Regions from separate parts of the Arachis hypogaea genome. Here region 1 is linked to region 2. A link is a contact called in public Hi-C data. All regions are on one chromosome and are shown on one strand. Each heading gives the region's core, a stretch centred on a gene start, on an enhancer-like site or on the middle of the called end of the contact. The rest is flanking DNA. Distances are from core to core; before and after follow the strand shown. Region 1 has its middle 24 kb from the start of LOC112782974. Region 2 holds the start of LOC112785268 (abscisic acid 8'-hydroxylase 4).

Region 1 (4,213 bases), core at 1,567-4,066, 290 kb before region 2:
AACTAGATCCTACTAAAAACATACTAAAAACAATGCCAAAAAGCGTATAAATTATCCGCTCATCAATCATCGTACATCAACATTCACAACTCATCAACCATTATAATTCAAACTTATCCTATAGGTCGCTAGCCTAAGTGTCCATGAATATTATATACTACATAGAGGAAACAGAAACCATACCTTGACCGATTCCTAATATATCCAAAACTCAAAATTGAGCACAAGCAAGCTCTCAACCACAATCCAAGCTTTCAATGTAACTCCAACAAGTACCAATAAGCTCCAAAAGCTCCCAAACTCACAATAATCAAGCTATATACATATAAATCACCACAAATCAACCTAGGGCTCAACATAAACATAATCTCACAAAGGCTCAAGAGCTCTTATTTCCCAATAGCTTTGGAAGCAAAATCCCAATGTTAAGCAAGGATTAGAGTAAACCTAAACATCCAAAATCACAAAAACTCACTTAATCAAAACCCTAGATTTTCGAAATTTTGAGGAGAATAACTGAGAGGGATTCGAGCTTTCCCTACTAGTTTCTTATATGGGTTTTGTAGAGCTCTTCACAAGGAATGCATAGCCGCAAACGGTGCGGCAATCGGAGCTTTGTAGCTCAATATATGAGCTTGAGAAGATGATGATGAATAGTGTTCAATCTCTTCTCTTCTCCTTCTTTCAATTTCTTATGTGTGTGTGTTTGTGAGAGGGTAGGGTTCATTAATGAGCCCTTATATATGTTAGGCTTGGGTCCAACTTGGGCCCGGTCCAATCCGTTAGCGTTTTTATCCCGTTTAGCCTAACTTCGGGCCAAACCTTTAAAGTTAACGTCCGGTTTTTTATTTTTAATATTTTTCTAAGGTTTTTTGACTTTTTCCACTATTTCTCGTGCGGCACCGGGTAGACTTGAACTGGTTCAATCGGTTCAACTGCCGGTTCGTGGGTTTTCACGATTTTTCACAGAAAACACATTTTCTGACTCAGAAAAACCCACTGAGTTCAAAAATCACATTTAAATCCTCAAATTCTCACTCTAACTTTTTAGAAGCTAATTTGGGCAATATAATCACTTAATTAACCGGTTGATTAGTTGCGGTTCTTACATGCGCAACCTAGAGACAATGTGCAGTTTAGCTACTGGATGTGTTAGGCTCTGGCGATTTAACCGACACTTGAGCTCACGGCAAGTAGGACAGGCATGCATCATATTGCATTTGTTTTCTTTGTCTGGGTGTGCTTAAGTATTTTGGTTTGCATATCTAATGTTTTCTGTCTAATTGTTATTTGTTGTACTGGTTGTAATTGCTCTCTGATTGTGTTTGTCTTGCATTATTTGTGTCTGTTATTGATTTTATTTTGTGATTGAGTTTTAATGATGATTTGTTTTGAATTGGGCCGTAGGCCGAGTTGATTTGATTTTGGGCCAACGGCCGAGTTGATTTAATTTGAGCCAGAGGTTGAGTTGATTAGATTTGGGCCGGAGGCCGAGTTGATTTGATCAATGGTAAGTATTTTGGTTAAAATGGTTTCTTAGTAAGCGGTGAAATGTATGAAATGTTATTTTGCGTGAAATTTTTATAAGAAAATATGAGTTTTATATTTGATTAATGAACTGATGATCACTACGTGTGAAAATAGTTTTATTTAGAATATCTTCTTGTAACAATTCTTAAAAACCCTTTACTGAGAACCCTTTTGAGGACGATGTTCTCACCCTCCTACAGACTTCTCTTTTCAAGACGGACGAAGAAGCCTGCAAAGTTTTTGCTAAGTTCTTAGATATGTTATTTTTTCTTGTATACATATGTTATAGATTTCAATTGCCTTTATTATTATAATTTTTTAAGAGGGATAGGAGTTGTATGATTTGTTTGTATATAATATGTATAAGTTACTTGTATAAGAAGTTTTGGATATATACATGTTGGTAAAATTTTAACAGTATTTCTGATTTTTTCAACAAAACAGCGATACGTTTTCGAGTCAAAGGCTAATATCTTATTATTAAGTATATAGAAGTCATCATAATACTCCTCACTATCAGAGTGGCGCAGCCGGAAGCGTGACATTCTGGTAGTAAGGGCACGTCACTATCGGCGTTAAGCTCCAACAACGGAAAATATACGAAGGACTACATTTGTGTACTTGTTTGAATTTGGGGGACTAAATTATAGCAATTAAAAAGTTAAGGATTAAATCATTGCAGCTTACCAATTTTAGAGACCAAACTGGGACTTAACTCGACAAGTAGATATGAACAAATTTTTTTACTAATCCACCGCGGTATTGAGTTCTATTTAAGGGTTTATTATTAGCCAATGAATTGCTGTATATACAAAGTGGGATTCAAACCCCAATACTTATTTAAGTGGACTAGTGAGCTAACTATTAGACCAATCTAACTTGGTTAGACACGAACAAAAATTTACCACATATCAAATTGAATATAGATATGTTACTATAAATCTTTTTTTTTTTTTTTGTGACTATACGTTACTATAAATTTGTGAATAGTGGAGTAAATTTCTGTATTTTCATTAAAACCTTGATATAGGGGTGACTAGGCAGAAAAATAACGGAAGTGGGGTGGTGATCTCTTACATGAGATGGCAACGTGGAAATCGCGGCCACACATGAGGCACTTGTTCCAATATGAGAGGTAACTTTCCCCTGAGCTCCAAGGCCCTTAAGGCATGACCAAAATCCACGTCATAAATATAGGATAATGGGAGTCCCTTTCTCCCTCATAGACTCATCGTAATCACTTTCTTAAGCCACCCATCGAAGCATGAAATGCCGACGCTATTCAATTCGCCGCATGTATTTGTTCCAAAATCCAAATAATTATAAAAAATAAATAAATAAATAAATAGAGGCACCTACTACTGCTGCTAATAATCTTTCAGCTTTTCAGATTTTGTTTGTCTTCTTTTGGTACAAACCTAGCGGGCACCTTGTTTTCCGTTTTGTTCTCTTTCTTTTTGTAGCAATTCTATCTATAGAGATGACAATGAGATGGATAGTGATCTATTTTTGTCCTACCTAACCTTTTTCTGTCCTAAAATAATTTTGTATAAAATTCCTTTATTTTCATTTGTAGTTAGTAAAAAATTAAATCTTAATATGTCTCGTTTTTATAATATTAAAATTTAATAAATAAAATTAAATTTTAAATTTCATATATTTATATTTTATATATATAATATAAATTAAAATAAAAAATTTAAAAATAATACAATATTATTAATTATTTTACTAATTATTTTATATATATTACATATATTATATATTAAAATTATATATATATATATATATTAAAACGGATACATAGGAGCGAAAATTTTCTAAACCCGACCTCTCCCGCCCCCCATTTGAGTAGATAATTATTCCTCACGAATAGATAGAGACAGATGCAAATACTTGCGATTCTAGATAATATTGTCATTATTATTGTCCATATTTTATTCCATTATCTTTGCTACACTAGTATGTTACTAGATTTTATCTAATCATAGGTTGGTTCTTATAATTTAATAATGTGTTAAATATAATATATTTTTAATTAGTTACCATTGTAACAAATTATTTAAAAACGATTACAATTTTTACAAAAATATTTTAGATATTTATTTATATTTATTGTTTAATAACATAATTGATTATTAGAATAATAAAAAAATTTAAAATAAAATAATCAAATCTATTATAACAAAATAATCAAATATTTTTATAGTCATATAATTAATTTTTTTATAAATATTAAATATATTTTTTTTTACAAAGATGATTGAATGGTGATTAAATTTTTGTGTCTAACCGTTCATGTAGAATAATTGTAATTATTAAAGTAATAATAATCACTTAATCAAAAGATGTTACCATATTTTAATATTTTGACTACCACTAGAAAAGCATAATATATATATATATATATATATATATATATATATATATATATATATATTTATTTATTTATTTATTTGGCAGCACCTTTAAATGTTTGGAAAATAAAAATGACAAACGTACATCTCAACCCAGACTCAGTAGTGCTGCTTAACAATAACACCTATCGTCCCACTATATATTCTTGAGGTAAGAAAGTGACCTTGCTTTCGCAGACTCAATGGAGAAGCCACTTTATTTGGATTTAGATTGAGATCAAGCATTGTGGTCGGAGAGAGTAGCAGCTACAGCTATTAGCTGATTC
Region 2 (4,001 bases), core at 40-2,539:
ACAAAGATACAAAACTTTCACTTTCTTCTTCTTACCCGAATGGTACATGTATGAAAAGGACAATTTCAATAAACTAGAATGATAACACAAAAATAAAATTATTGCTACGCTGATTTTTCTTCTGATCTAACCTTTGATTTTATTTTTCTTTTAGTTTTAACTTTTGACTTTTTTTTCTCTTTTTTCTTTTCAATGTCAATACTTTATAATTTTTTTTTTTTTTTAATGCTTGAACTCTATTTTAAACATTTCTGTTTTACTTGTGAAATTTTTTTTTTTTTAATTTAGGGTTAGTCACGTAAGTTACAATTAGAAGAAAGAAGAAAGAAGAGAATATTTAGTTAGAATGTTAGATACATTTGACATAGATCAGCAATGAGGATGAGTGCAGTCTATGGTCATTTAAACTTGTTATTAAACATATTAATTTTCTGCATAATAAATACATACATCAGCAACACTTGTAAGCTTTTAACCTAAAACTATAATATTAATCATCACTAAATTAATAATAATAATAATAATAATAATAATAACAATAATAATAATAATAATACATCTTCTTATTCCATAAAAAAAATCAAAATAAAAAAAAGCTCAAAAACAATTACAAACCATTCCCATCTTAGATACTTAAAATCGAAACCTTGACCACACAGATTATATAAGGGCTCCTTCTTCACGTCACACCTCATCATTCTTTTTGTAACATTTATCCATGAGAATTGAGATCCATCAGAAATGCTTTATTTGTCCGATCCATTTGACTATTTGGCCGCAGTTATCCATACAGTAGTAGTGTATATATACTATACATAGTAGCGCTCAAACATTTTGGGTTAAACGTGAACAATTTTTATAATAACTCAAATTGTTAAACTAGAATTTGCTTCTAGCGTTCATATTAAATAGACTTATCTATTAAAATTTTTTTTAAAAAAAATAAATTTTAAATCTTCAGTGTATTTATTGAAAATAAAAATTACAATAATAATAATAATAATGATAATAATAATAATAATAAAGAATTTTAATTCATTCTCTAATTATTCTCTTAATAACTTCTTAAAATAAATCAAAATCGACTTTTTAATTATTTTTTATGTTTCCAAAAGTAATATATATTTGAATGACTTTTTTTATGAATTAGATACACAGTATTTTACTCACAATAATATGTACCTTGAAATCTCATTTTAACTAAAATCTAACTAAAAAAGATAATCATTATTAATTTGAAATTTGATTAGTATGTAGATAAAGACCCATGCCTCCCAACCGTGCGTACTTGTTGCCTCTATATATACCATCTAACTCCAACGTATCCTTCATTAACTTTGAACAAAGAGAACACAACACCGCAAGCTACCCTATTCTTCCATTTAATAATTTCCTCGTTCTCTTCACCCGCAAACTACTGCGGGAACTTGAATAATCCTTTGTTATCATCACCAATTAAAGAAGAAAAAGCTAGCTAAGGCGCTATAATAATATTGTATGGAGATTAGTGCTTCTATATCTACCTTATTATTATTACTATCATGGATGTGCTTCCTCCTCTTGTTCTTATTCTTCTTCTCAAATCTTCTAACAAAGAAACGAGACAAAGTCGAAAACGTAGCTAATAAGCCTAAGCTTCCACCTGGTTCAATGGGTTGGCCTTACGTTGGAGAGACTCTTCAGCTTTATTCGCAGGACCCTAACATCTTCTTCGCGTCCAAACAGAAAAGGTTCTTAAAACTATCAAAGAATAGGTTCTGTTAGACATAAATAAATAAGTTTATTGATATTATTACTAACCTATTTATTGTTCGTATGGTGTGCAGATATGGGGAGATTTTTAAGACACACATACTAGGTTGTCCATGCGTGATGCTGGCGAGTCCCGAGGGTGCGCGGTTTGTGTTGGTGACACACGCGCACTTGTTCAAGCCAACATACCCAAAAAGCAAAGAGAAGCTCATAGGTCCTTCTGCATTGTTCTTCCACCAAGGCCACTACCATACCCTTATAAGGAAGCTTGTCCAGAACTCCCTATCCCCCGACACCATCCGCCGACTCATCCCGGACATCGAGACCGAGGTTGTTTCCTCCTTGGAATCCTGGGTCTCCGCCGGAGACGTCGTCAACGCCTTCCAAGAAATGAAAAAGGTTCCTTTCATTACTTACTTTCTAAAAATATAATCATTCATGTACATCTTCTCTTAACAACAGTATATTTTTGATGTGATGAATGCGATAATAATAAAAATAAAATTAAGGTATCCATTAATATTGTCTCTTTTGATGATTTAATTTTATTGCATTGCGTTAGATTTGGATTTGGATTTTGTTATTATTTGTTGATTCGTTCCTCATAAATATATGGGTCCTCCATTATTATTGTAAGGTCATGATCTATATTATTGATTTTTCTAACTCACTTGTTGACAGTTCTCTTTCAACATTGGGATCCTCTCAGTGTTTGGTAACTTGGAAGGAAATTATAGAGATCAGCTTAAAGAGAACTACAGCATAGTTGAGAAAGGCTACAATTCTTTCCAAACAATGATTCGTGGAACTTCATACTCCAAAGCACTCTTGGTAAGCTTTTTCTACATTATTTTCTTTTAAAGAAAAATAATCAAAAGTCTTATTACAATTGAAACCTACTCATCTTTTTCTTTTAACATTTTTAATTTGACAGTATACAACCTGTATTTTCCATGTTTATGTAATATGGTTGGGTTTTTAAGAAAAAAAAAGCAGTTAACACTTACAGTAGAACTTATTACAATTGAAAAATTAAAAAGAAATAAAAACAAGTAAAATGTTCCATTCTTCACGTATTTAATGTTTTCTCTTTTTTGTTTAAATATGTTAAAGGCTAGGAAGAGGATCAGGGAGATAATAAGTGAAATAATTAGCAAGAGGAAGGAGCAAAGATTGATGGAGAAGGATCTATTGGGTCACATGTTGAACTACAGAGATGAAAAGGGGAAAACATTAACGGATGAACAAATAGCAGATAACGTTATTGGGGTTCTGTTTGCGGCTCAGGACACAACAGCAAGTGTTCTAACATGGATTCTCAAATATCTTCATGATGACCAGAAACTTCTTGAAGCAATCAAAGTAAGTTATTAGTTCATCAAGTTTAATTTTTCATGTTTTGCTTTTTGTCCCCATGGAAAGATTTTCCAAATCTATGTAGGCCATAATAAATTAAACCGTTGAAATTATTTATTTATTTATTTATTGATGAGTCAACAGTATAATATAATGGGATTACACTGTATGAATTGTAGGCAGAGCAGATGGCGGTATATGAAGCAACTGAACAAGGGAAGATGCCATTGACATGGGGTCAAACCAGAAATATGCCATTTACTCATAGGGTACGTCATAAATACTTTTTGCTTTTACTAACCTATACGTACTATTTCTTCTGTTTCAAATTAATTTTCTCTTCTTATTTTGAAAAAGTATAAGTAGATAATAAAAATATTAAACAACGTGAATAATAGATATATCTAATATTCATTTTATTAGGTATGCGGATGGTTATTCTAATATTAAAATTTAAGTAGGTGATTTGAAAGTATAGTGTGTTTTGATTTGATTGATAATTGTTTATGTTGTTCAAAAAAATTATTAGTTACCTAACATTTCTCTTTTATTTTTGCTTTTTATAAATTAAATATTATTAATTAATTTTATTTATCAAATAAAAAAAGAAAATAATATAATTTTTTTTTTATTTTTTCTTTTAGTTATTTATATTTTTAATAAAAATTAATAATTATCTTAATATTTATGCAAAATTAAAAAACAGTTAATGTGAAATGAAAGGGATATATTTATTATTTACTAATTTAAATATTTTTAATTTGTGATTAATTTATGTAAAAATGTTTAGGAAACACTTGTAGATATAATTTGTTAATGTGGTTGTTTAAAAAAGTCTTTATTGCAATATTTCTCTTAAGATTTATTATTTCCAAATAAACTCGTACGTCTAT

Evidence for each region. Hi-C and Micro-C count contacts between places; a contact is called where the count stands out from the background.
Region 1: a contact with region 2 is called in a Hi-C map of an unstated tissue, with 2.9 times the contacts expected there. The contact joins the enhancer-like site here to the promoter of LOC112785268 in region 2. A contact is called at or near these places in 4 of 8 Hi-C or Micro-C datasets (leaf and an unstated tissue).

Annotation. Positions count from the first base shown.
Region 1 is chr20:50,399,199-50,403,411 of arahy.Tifrunner.gnm2.J5K5, reverse strand. No RefSeq gene overlaps it. Among protein-coding and RNA genes, the nearest start is that of LOC112782974, 24 kb to the left of the region's middle. Within about 2 kb of position 2,816, at least 2 of the 3 cell types and tissues checked have open chromatin away from gene starts, as enhancers often do.
Region 2 is chr20:50,103,840-50,107,840 of arahy.Tifrunner.gnm2.J5K5, reverse strand. LOC112785268 (abscisic acid 8'-hydroxylase 4) reads left to right here and starts at 1,289. Exons shown (of 9, transcript XM_025828726.2): 1 at 1,289-1,730; 2 at 1,827-2,151; 3 at 2,434-2,583; 4 at 2,866-3,114; 5 at 3,288-3,377. The coding sequence starts at 1,498.